2 separate regions of the Zea mays genome follow, and region 2 is linked to region 1. A link is a contact called in public Hi-C data. All regions are on one chromosome and are shown on one strand. Each heading gives the region's core, a stretch centred on a gene start, on an enhancer-like site or on the middle of the called end of the contact. The rest is flanking DNA. Distances are from core to core; before and after follow the strand shown.

Evidence for each region. Hi-C and Micro-C count contacts between places; a contact is called where the count stands out from the background.
Region 2: a Hi-C map of ear shows a contact between it and region 1, with 4 times the contacts expected there. The contact joins the promoter of LOC100381401 here to the promoter of LOC100277897 in region 1. A contact is called at or near these places in 13 of 25 Hi-C or Micro-C datasets (bundle sheath, ear, endosperm and 5 more) and 1 of 3 datasets of contacts at active chromatin or transcription factors (leaf).

What each region holds. Positions count from the first base shown.
Region 1 is chr6:125,416,612-125,421,969 of Zm-B73-REFERENCE-NAM-5.0, reverse strand. It overlaps LOC100277897, which reads right to left and starts at 1,646. Exons shown (of 8, transcript NM_001151346.2): 1 at 1,327-1,646; 2 at 1,004-1,205; 3 at 649-758. The coding sequence starts at 1,545. LOC100285926 (TMV response-related protein) reads left to right here and starts at 2,859. Exons shown (of 1, transcript NM_001158815.2): 1 at 2,859-4,230. The coding sequence starts at 3,060. The coding sequence ends at 3,965.
Region 2 is chr6:125,606,272-125,611,616 of Zm-B73-REFERENCE-NAM-5.0, reverse strand. It overlaps LOC100381401 (O-fucosyltransferase family protein), which reads right to left and starts at 3,213. Exons shown (of 10, transcript NM_001361423.1): 1 at 2,641-3,213; 2 at 1,798-1,887; 3 at 1,573-1,669; 4 at 1,375-1,436; 5 at 1,139-1,227; 6 at 904-1,024; 7 at 669-812. The coding sequence starts at 2,916.

The sequences.
Region 1 (5,358 bases), core at 397-2,896:
CTCCCTCACATCTCATAAATAAATAATGAAAGGACCGGCACACGAACCAATATTTGCTGTACTGCTCACCAAAGGTGAAGGTACGGAATAGTGGGTGCACATGCACCCACGAAAATTTATAAAAACTAGTGAAACAAACTAGATTTTCACCATATATGCACCATCTACAAGATATTACCATTTACCCTCAAGGCATGTGCACCCTCCTCTGATTCCCTCTAGCTTCGCCACTGCCCCCACCCACACACATCGAGATCCGATCTAATCTCTATGCGGCTAATGAAGGGAAGGCCACCACCTCTGCTATACCAGAGCCACCATCGTCATCGACACCGGACTCTGACCTCCATACGGCGAACTTCCAACTCCGAAGTTATACTCCCTATTCTATAGTTCTAATGGCTAGGAACTAGGATTAAGGTCACAGAAAGCTAAGAAATCAAACATGGAACTGAGATATATTCTACACTATGCATTTTATCCTTCCTTTTATATGGACTGTAGGTATGTAGCCCATTATGGGTTATTTGGGCGCTTATATAGTGGTCCTAGGCATGATGAATCACCAACTCCGTCCCTGATTTGACAGACTAATAAGAATAGTATTTCACAGCATAATAGCATATGCTAAGCTAAAAACCATCTTACCTCAGCTCGGTCACACACCACATCCACATTTGACAAGTTCATGGCTTCAACAGCATGCTCCAAGAACGTGCACCGCTTCCGCATCGACTCCAACAGCGTAAACTTCCAGCCTGAAACCGTGAAAACAACTCGAGATTGCAATAGCCAAATCAGCCACGAATCGTTTTCCCAGCCACATCACAAACTAATAAGGGCTTGTTCGGTTAGCTCTCAATCCATGTGGATTGAGTGGGATTGGATGAGTTTGAATCCCAAACAAGTCAAACTTCTTCTTAATTTTTTCTAATCCCATCCAATCCATATGTGTATTGGGAATAGCCGAACAAGCCCTAAAATGGAAAAGTGGGGTGTTTACTCGGCCGCGCAACGGCAAGGATCAGACCCGGGAGCCCAGCGCCAGAGCCGACGTCAATAAGCCTGACTCCGTCGATAGCGCCACCAGCGGAGGTGGAACGGCCGCGGTACACACGCTCCAGCGGGGGCAGCATGGCGAGAGAGTCGGCCACGTGGCGCGCCATGACCTCGGCCTCGTCGGTGACGGCGGTGAGGTTCATTCTCTGAACATATTCGAGAGAGTGAGAGGGGCACACGCAGGGCAGCGCGTCGCCGTGGGAAACATTCCGTGCCTAGGAATGTCAGATGTGATAGCCGAGGAGCTCAGGGATTCGGGTCACTGACCTGGTTCCATTCAAGGAGAGTGTCCACGTAGACGGTGATCTGGCGCTGCTGCGGCGGCGAGAGGGAGGAGGTGGCGGCCGCGGAGGAGGAGGATACGACGGTCGTGGTGGCCCGGAGGTTGAGGAGGTGGTGACCCGTCCAGTGGCGTCGGCCGAGGAGGAGGCTAGGGAGGAGAACGCCGCGGCCGGTGGCGGTGCTGCAGCAGCAGCAGAGCGACATCTCTCTCTCTCGCGGCGGCGGCGGCGGCGGCCACAAGCACGCGGCGGGGCCTGGGAATTGGGATGGGGTTTGTGATGTGGATTAGTGTGGATACTGTTTTTACATAGAAGCGTATTGCTCACAAGGTTTATCAGACGCCCCGCAGGCGAATTAAGTCGCATCAAGTCGCAGCTAAACGCTTTGTTTCTGCTCTCTGGCTTCCATTTATCTCTTCTCTCGACTCGGTTCTTATGTCTCGTCTGTATGTACAGTAATATTTAATACAGAGACTTTTAGGGGTGTTTGGTTTAGGGTTTTGGTTTAAAGAATCACTCCATCCAAGATAAGGTAATGCATCATTATTTTATTCCTCAAATTTGGTAGGATGATCCAATTCCTAATGTTATTACTAACTAACTAACTATGATGAATGAGATGGTGATAGATCAACTTATTTTATTCCATAAATCAAAAACGTAAGGAGTGAGAAGATGATGGACTGGATTCTTCCTCAAATCAAACACCCTATTAAGGTGTCTAAAGAGATTTTTGCACAAAAAAACTCGCGGTGGAATTGTTATTCGTGAAGAGACGTCTCTGTCTCGTAAATCAAGTAGCAACAGATGTCTCACTCCTATTGTACGAATTTGTCTGTTTTATCGATCCAACGCTATACAGACGCATTTACTTCTGTTTTTATTAGTGAACTACATTTATAAACACTCCAGTGTATAATTGAGTCTCTTAGAGCATCTACAAGATACTCTTTATTTTGTCTCTTTATTTAACCCTTTATTTGTCTCCATAAAGATTAAACTCTATATAACATCTAATTTCAACAGACTCTCCGACATGCAAGTTAGTTTGATTTGCGAGAGTTGCTAGCTAAATTTGGCTAGTGAGTGAGTCAATTTAAAGAGCCGGATAATTTAACAAGTTAAATGGCTAGCTTGTTGGAGATTTATTTTGATATTAAATAACTAAAATTTAGCTTGACAAACTATTTAGCTAACCTATTGAAGATGCTCTTAGACTCTTAGTTGTGTCTTGTGATGCCCTTAGAGCATCTCCAAGAGACTAGTTAAATGGCTCGTCAAGCCAAATTTTGGCTATTCAACAGCAAAATAATTCTTTAACATACTAGCTATCTGACTCGCCGAGCTGTATGACTCTTTAAATTAGTTTTCTCACTAGTAAAATTTAGCTAGACACCTAACTAGCAAAACTAGATAAATAATCTGTTAGAGTGAGATGTTATATATATATATAGTGTAATTTTTATGAAAAAGTAAATAGAAAGTCAAATAAAGACCTAAAAATAAATCGAGATCGCCACATTTGGACAACCACGAGCAAGAGCAACTAACGGGTGGGCCCACCCGGAAGCGACTTGCACAAGTCGCCAGCCGGGCCACCCCCTTCGCCTACCTCCCCTGCCGGCGCTCAGATCCGCCGCCCCGCAGCACCCTCCCGCGCCGGCAGCAACCACGACAGACAAGCAGCCCGGCGCGCGGCTAGCTCACACCCTTCGCACCATGCCGGGTCTGGTCGCCTACTCGGGCCTCGGTCTAGGCCTCCTGGCCCTCGCCGCGCTCGAGTCACTGCCCCTCCGCGTCCCGCCGCTCCGGTCCCTCCCACGCCGCCTCACCACGCCGCTGCACCTCCGCCATCTCCTCGCCGCGGCCGTCTCCGCGCTCTGCCTCATCTCCGCTCTCGTCTCCGCGCACCACCTCTCGCTCCCCACGCTCGCCGCCTCGGCCCTCTTCCTCCTCTATTCCCTCGCACCCTTCGCGCCGCTCGCGGCGCCGCTGCCCTCCCCCCTCCTCGATCTCCTCCTCGCCGCCGCCTTCGCGCAGGAGCTGCTTCTCTTCGCGCACCGCCGCCCCTCCACCGCGGCTGGGATCGAGAACCGGTACTTCGACCTGCTCCTCGTCCCCATTGCGCTCTGCCTCGGCGCCACGCTGCTCGCCGCGCACCGGCCAGGGGAGCCCGCGCCGCGGATCGCCCGCGCGGCGGGCCTGGCGCTGCAGGGTACGTGGATGCTGCAGATGGGCTTCTCCTTCTTCACCAGCGCCATCGCGCAGGGCTGTGCGCTCCACGCCGCCAGCCGCGCTGACTACACCATTAAGTGCCGCACCCACGAGGATTACCACCGCGCGCGGTCCGTCGCCACGCTGCAGTTCAACGGACACCTCGCACTGCTTGTGATCGCCGGCGCGGCCGCTTACGCAGCAGTCCTATCCAGGTCAAACCGACCTCCGAGCGGGTACAGTGCTCTGGACAAGGAGGTCCAGATGGAGGGGATGCCGATGATGTCACAGTTCACACTGGATTCGGATGAGGAGAAGGAAGAGGAAGTGATCACCTCTACAGCAGCTCCAGTGGCAAATGGCGGGGAGTCCCATGACGAGATCCCACTGCACGAACCAGGTTCCAAGTGACGGAGATGAAATCTGGGCTGTTCTTCTGTCGATTAGCCAAGTGGAGGAGGGTGTCGACAGAGCTGGCACACTGGGGCTTCATGTTTGTGTGTTTTGGTACATCATTTTAATATGGGTTTCACTTTCTGATATTTGGTTAATATGTGGAAAGAAATCTTGCTTAGTTTGATCTGCATAGAGTTTATATCTGTGAAATATTGTAATTTGTTGGGTTCAGAACTTCAGATAGATCTTTCAGAAATAAAGTTAACACACTTGGAGATCATTGTTTTCTCCACTTATTTATTGTCTAACTAATTGACACTTGCTTCTGTTTCTTTTTAACGATATTTTAGAAGTCCCACGGCATAGATTTATCTGTTCTGAGTTATGTCTTTCTTTTTGCTGCTAGTGAAATGATCAAATTATTCTTCGAAGAACTTAGATTAGTCGATAATGTGCTACTCTGTGAATTTTGTAATTGTTATCTTTTCTTCACAAGATATTGATACCCTTAGTCCTTGGGATAATAGGTTTGAAATTTGTTAAACACATTTGGAATCTGATATCTCAAAGTGCTGCAACCCCTTAGAGGCAACTGCAACTAGTCACACTTGGGAGAGGAGCATTTGCTGGGATTGATGTGAACCAATCTACCAGGTATCAGCTGCCTGTGGATACTGGTAGTGGTATGGGTGATACATTCATGACCATGGTGGCATCAGTTGGTCCCATCCAATACACAGTGTGGCATTGCTGACTTTAGATCATCAAATGAGTCGAAATCTATCCTCGTGGTGGAGGGGATATAGGGCCGCTAAACAGTACATGATGTTGTAACTTCTTTCTAGTGAACCGGTGGTAGTTTGTGCCTAGGTATTTGGTTTCGAAAGCATTTAGGTGATGTGAAATGAATTGTACATTCTTGTCTTGGTTGTTATGGCGTCCGTGCAGCATCGCTTAAGTGTTAAGGTGCTGGTGGTCGGACACCACGGCCAAAATTATCCATCATTATTGTATAGTTTGATTAATTTGATAGCTCGCGAGCCAAAACGAGCTGGCTCGGTGGACCAGCGAGCTCGAAAACGAGGTTTGGCTCGGCTGGCTCGAGGCTTACGAGCCGGCTCTTCTAGCCCTAGCAGTGTGGCAGTGGGGTGAAGTGGGCAGGCGTGGCATGGCTAGTGGGCAGATAGCTCTGAGGGAGGGGAAGCGCTAGGATGGGCGAGTCGAGAGAGGGGGAGGGGGAGAGGTAGGGAGGAGGGAGAGAGGGCCAATCATGGCATGAGGCGTATAGAGGAGGCGATGGTGTGCCCGAGGAGAAAGCCAACCAGAGGGTGTGAGGGAGGGAGAGAGGGCCAACTAGAAGCAGTTGAGTTGGGCATGTCTCGTTCAGTTGGTCCGTATTCACAATCTA
Region 2 (5,345 bases), core at 1,964-4,463, 190 kb before region 1:
ATTCTAAACTATGGTACAAAATAACAATTTCCTATCTCAGTAGAGTGTAAACACATCATACCGAGAAACAATTCAAGAAAATTAACAAACTCTGGTATGTAGCTAAATGGTATTGGTAGCAATCAGCACAATATGGCAACTCCTCCAGTAAAAAGTACTCCCCTCCGTCCCAAAATAAGTCTCCATCTCACATTTCAAGGTGTCAAACAATCTCAATTTTGACTGAATATATACAAATATTTGTGATAAATAAACATCATTAGGTTAATTATGTCATATATTTTCACAGTAAACCTATTTGGATTTTGAAGGTACAAATTTTGATACTATTATCTATAAAGTATAAACTTAGTAAAAATTTAGATTGGTTGAGTTCTCGAAATGCGAGATGGAGAATTATTTTGGGATGGAGGGGGTAAGAGTGTACTAGAAGTCTAGAACAAGCGCAGTTGAATATTTTTTATGACAAATAATATCTTTATTGAATACATAAATAGGTTAACAATGGTACTGCATAGTAAATTTGTCTCAGAAAATACTTACCTACTGTCATAGTTTTATAAGATTCTACAGATATATCACAAATAAATTGGCAACCCAAATGATGTTAAAGAGAACTGTTCAGTGTCCAGAATGAACTTACGTCACGTAACTAGTTGGAGCAATACCTGAAGGTCAGAAGGTATTGGGTCAAAAGATAAGCGATTGCCGAATCCTATAAAGTGCACAACTCTGTTTCTCAGTAAAATTGGCAGTATTTTTTTCATGTATAAACTGGGCTTCGCCTCTTTCATGACATCTGTATCATTAACCTACAGAGGACAAGTTAAACAATAATGAACTACAAGTTCATCTTTCTATCAATGTACTTCCTATAACTGACAACTGAGATTAGTTACTTACTAGGCTACCAATCGCCTCCAAGTCTAATGACTGCAGCTCTACTGGAAGATCCTTAACAATCTGAATATCAGATTTCAGATATTTGATAAAATATTCCTCCTGATATATATCGCCAAACTGACTAAGATGTTGAACTCAAATTGTTATTTATGGAGAATATAATAACCATTTATTGAAATAAGCTATCTAAAACATTAAACGTAAGACAGACTTGTATTTTTTTAGAAAAGTGTACCTTTTGTCCAGCCAAACATTACTGTACAAGAATTTTGGGAGGACAAGAGTTGCATTGAGCAACCGCGAGATTGTAACTGCATTACAAATCTGTTAAACAGAAGGGAAAAAAGATTGAAATCAATGGCATAAATGCAAAACCAATTCACACACCAAAAAAATGAATTACTTCCCCAAGCAGATTTGCTAACATTGCCAGCAATGTTAAAGATGTAAGTAGATTACTGAACTACTCACCGCAACCCTTTGTTGGTTTATGCCACCATTCGCACTGATCATGATGTAGCCATTGGTTCCCTCTTCAATTACAAAGAATAAATGTTAAAGAAACAAGACACTGAATCAAAAATATGCTGGAAATATGAAAAATAAACCAACACCACTATCGAGGTAAATGCACAACGATAGCATCGAGTAACATAAATCATCAATTACCTGAGGCTTTCCAATCCCTTTGGTCAGAACACGGTCGCCACAAAGTAGCATTTATCGGCTCTTCCCACAAATCCTTAGGTTCAGGCCTGGTCTCTGCCTAGGTAATTAGCATTACACATTCTGTCATTACCAATGACATATTTCAATGTGCATGTATGTGCAATATATGGCCAGTTTAGAATATGTAAAGTGCATGTAGCTTGTAGTTGCATTTATGAATGTTACCTCTGCCAAAGCATGGCCTGCCAAAGCAAGCAATCGAGTGAGCATAACCCTATGTGCCCTCTTCCCCTTAGCAGCATTAGCCACCTCTTCCTTAAAACATTTCAGTAATAAAAAGCATGCATTAGAAATATCGTACATAAACACCAAGAGCGGGCAGCGGTTGCCATGGCAGCCAAGAAATACATTATCATAATACATTACACTATCCATTTCTTTTCATAAGGCACATTAAGATTTGAGGAAGTTTTTCAAGGTATACTTTGACCATTAATTTACCGTACAATATAATATCAGTTACTATAAAACCCATATCGTACTAAAAGACAAGTGAAGTATGGATCTAATGATTCATCTTCCCTAAACATGCAATTGTTCTAAGAATCGAAGGTCAAAATAATATTTAACTTTGTTTTATTCTAATACGCCCAACACATTGAAATGAAGCGAGTATAGCTGTAGGTGCAAGATAACATCATAATACAATAACATGCCTTGAAGACTTTGTTAAAGTTACTGGAGACTTAGCCTGAATTAAAAACTAGATGTAGAATTACAAAATGGAGCAGTATTTTTATGGCTAGTTGGCTGCACATTAGCACAGCTTAAGAACACTCCTGCTCTCCCCCAGAGCAAAATAACTTACAAACCAGTGGAGATCGAGAAGTGGAAATAAGAAATGGCACAACCACTCTCTTGGCTAAAGCTAACCCTTTGAATAGCTAGCTACGGATTCATCACCCTAAATCAGTCGCCCCAGCAAACTAATCACATCAACCTCACCGGATGATAGCTAGTCCGTACTAGACACTCATCGGTCAATAAAGGAGGCCAACAACGTCATACCAGAGTCGAGAGCGACGAATTGACAGTAGCGGGCGCGCGGGGTGGGTGGCGCCTCAACCGGAAGTGCGGGCGCGCCGAGGGGTCCTGAAGTCGGGAGAACATCCACCAGTTCATGATGAAGAAGAATGCCACGAGGACGCCCCAGACCAGCAACCTGCGCGGGCGCCGCCACCCCCTCCGCTGCTGCCGCCGCCTCGCCCGCGGCAGTGCAGCAGCCGCCGGGGAGCTCGCCGCCGCCAGGAGCGGCAGCGGCGGGGGCGGCGCCGCCTCGGGCATTCTGGCGCTGGATTTGGATCTCGATAAGCGGGGTTCGGTGGGAAGCGAAGAGGAGCACGAGATGCGGGGTGGCTCGTCGGATCCTGCGATCGCCGTGCGATTAGTTTAAGCTGCAGTTTGATGTAGAGGCTAATTTTTTATTCGTAATTGCGGCCTGAGCTCAGCAGATCGGAGCCAGGGGCGAGAGTATAGATTTGCATGTAGGCTGCTGGCTGCAGCCCGGTGGCGGGCTGGAACGGCGTCAGCTTCATGCTGCCGCTCGTCAGCGCCATCCTGGCCTGGCTGACTGCACTAGGACCGCCACTGCACTATCGTCGCCGCCCCCTTGCTCTACGTCATAGTAAGTCTAATTAATTGGTTTGAGTAAAATATATTAGCGGTACATAAATTTTGGGACGTTGTCACTTTTGATGATACAAAAATTAGGAAAACAGGGCTCTAACTTGGTCAATCTGTGCAAAATCGTTCAAAATCGAATTAACTTAGAACGGATGGTGACATGACATGCTCTTCCCACAAGCGTTGTGCGCCACGTGGTACGCACAAGTTCTAGACTTAGTATAATATATTACTTGGGTCTCAAACTTGATATGTTGTGTCATTTAGGTATCTACATTTTTATTAGTGTGCTTTAAAGTGGTATGTCACGTCGGTATGTCGTATGAGCAAACCTGATTTTAGATATTTTGCACGGGGCCAAGTTCGGGACACGTTTTTATGGTTTTCTAAGTTCTAGGATCTAAATGATACACAATACCAAGTTCGAAGACTTCTGATGCATTTTACTCGATTAATTTCCATTCCAACAAACCCTCCGATTAGTCATGTTCTACTGCTAGCTCACATCTTGTCCATTTCATCCCTAATTCAATCACGGGACCAAAAGGCGTTAAAGAGGGGTTTCACTTACATCTCGTTTTAATGTAGACATTGAAGTCTAGAATTGAGAATTGAAACTAGGATTTCTGAATTATGTTGTTTGGTTGTCTAATAAATTTAGAATTGTTAGAATATTGCGTAATATTCTAAGTGTAGATTTTAAATCAAGGTAAATTCCATAGATATTCAAAACAGATATGCACACTAGCATAGCAATATATAGATCAACACAGTAAACAATCAAATTAACATATTTACTCACGTCGGGTTTGTCAGTGCTTAGGTTGATCAATCACAAAAGTAGACGAAGCATGCCATCGATGTAGACGCGTCGATTCGTCCGTTAGGTAGCGCAGATCGTCGTCGAACGGCTTCGAGCGATCGCGCAGTTGCGCTGCCCAGAAACCTTATTGACGCCCCTTGTGCAGGCTTTACGATGACAAGGGTTCGGAGATATCGCTCACCCTCCTCCTCAGTGCACGCTAAGGAAAAGGGTTGGTGAAGACACGACAACTCAACCGTGACAACACAACTTTCCAAGCAGGAATAAGAAGAAATGGAATAAGATTTTCGTTTCTATCAACCCGAACACATCCAGAGGCTTAAAATACGCGTGACTGCCCTCAAGGAGTCATTTTTCCTTAATACACTAGGGTGGGCGTTCGGGTTACCCAAAAATTTTGGGTCGGGTAATTCGGGTATTTAAAATTTCGAGTTTTGAGAATCAATACCCAAAATTACAACGAGTTTTACAATACCTGAAAATTCGGGTACCCGAAATTTCAGGTTCGGGTATTCCCGAACTACCCGAACTGTTGTGTTGGCTTCATAAAAACACATACACCCTATTGAATTAGTATAAAAATATAGTTTGAATAATGATATATATTGACATATAAAACACAAGCAATCTACAACCACAAGTTATGCACACTTACACATAATTATAGATGTATAAATTAATAATTAAGCATGACATGAGTACATGACACATAAAAGTTCGGGTAATTCGGGTATTTCGGGTACCCAATTGTGATACCTGAATTACCCGAAATAAATTTGGGTTTTGCAAGTTGCTACCCGAAATTTCCGAACAAAATTCGGGTTTCGGGTATTTCGGGTTCAGATATTCCGGGTTCGGGTTTCGGGTTACGGATTTTTTGCTCAGCCCTATAATACACCCATAAATGGACAGTCGACCAATTAGCCGCGTTAAAATATGTATTAAATCTCAAATGAACAAAAAATTAATTAATGAATGATACAAGTGGTCTGAATTGATACGCTACGGTCGCGCGTCGCAAGTCACAAGTCACGCGGTATTACACACAAAAACAACGCAGAAACACGCGCGCGTGCATGTGTGACTAGCCATGCTCTTTTTCTCTCCCATTACTTTATCTGTTCAGACATAGGAATGAGTGGAGCTATATAAGTTAGTCCGTACCACCTTGAACTAGCAATATGGGACTAAGACCAACAACCAATTTGCTTTGAAATTTCAATAGAATGGGCCACTCAAATGGGCCCAAATTCCAACAACCCCCCAC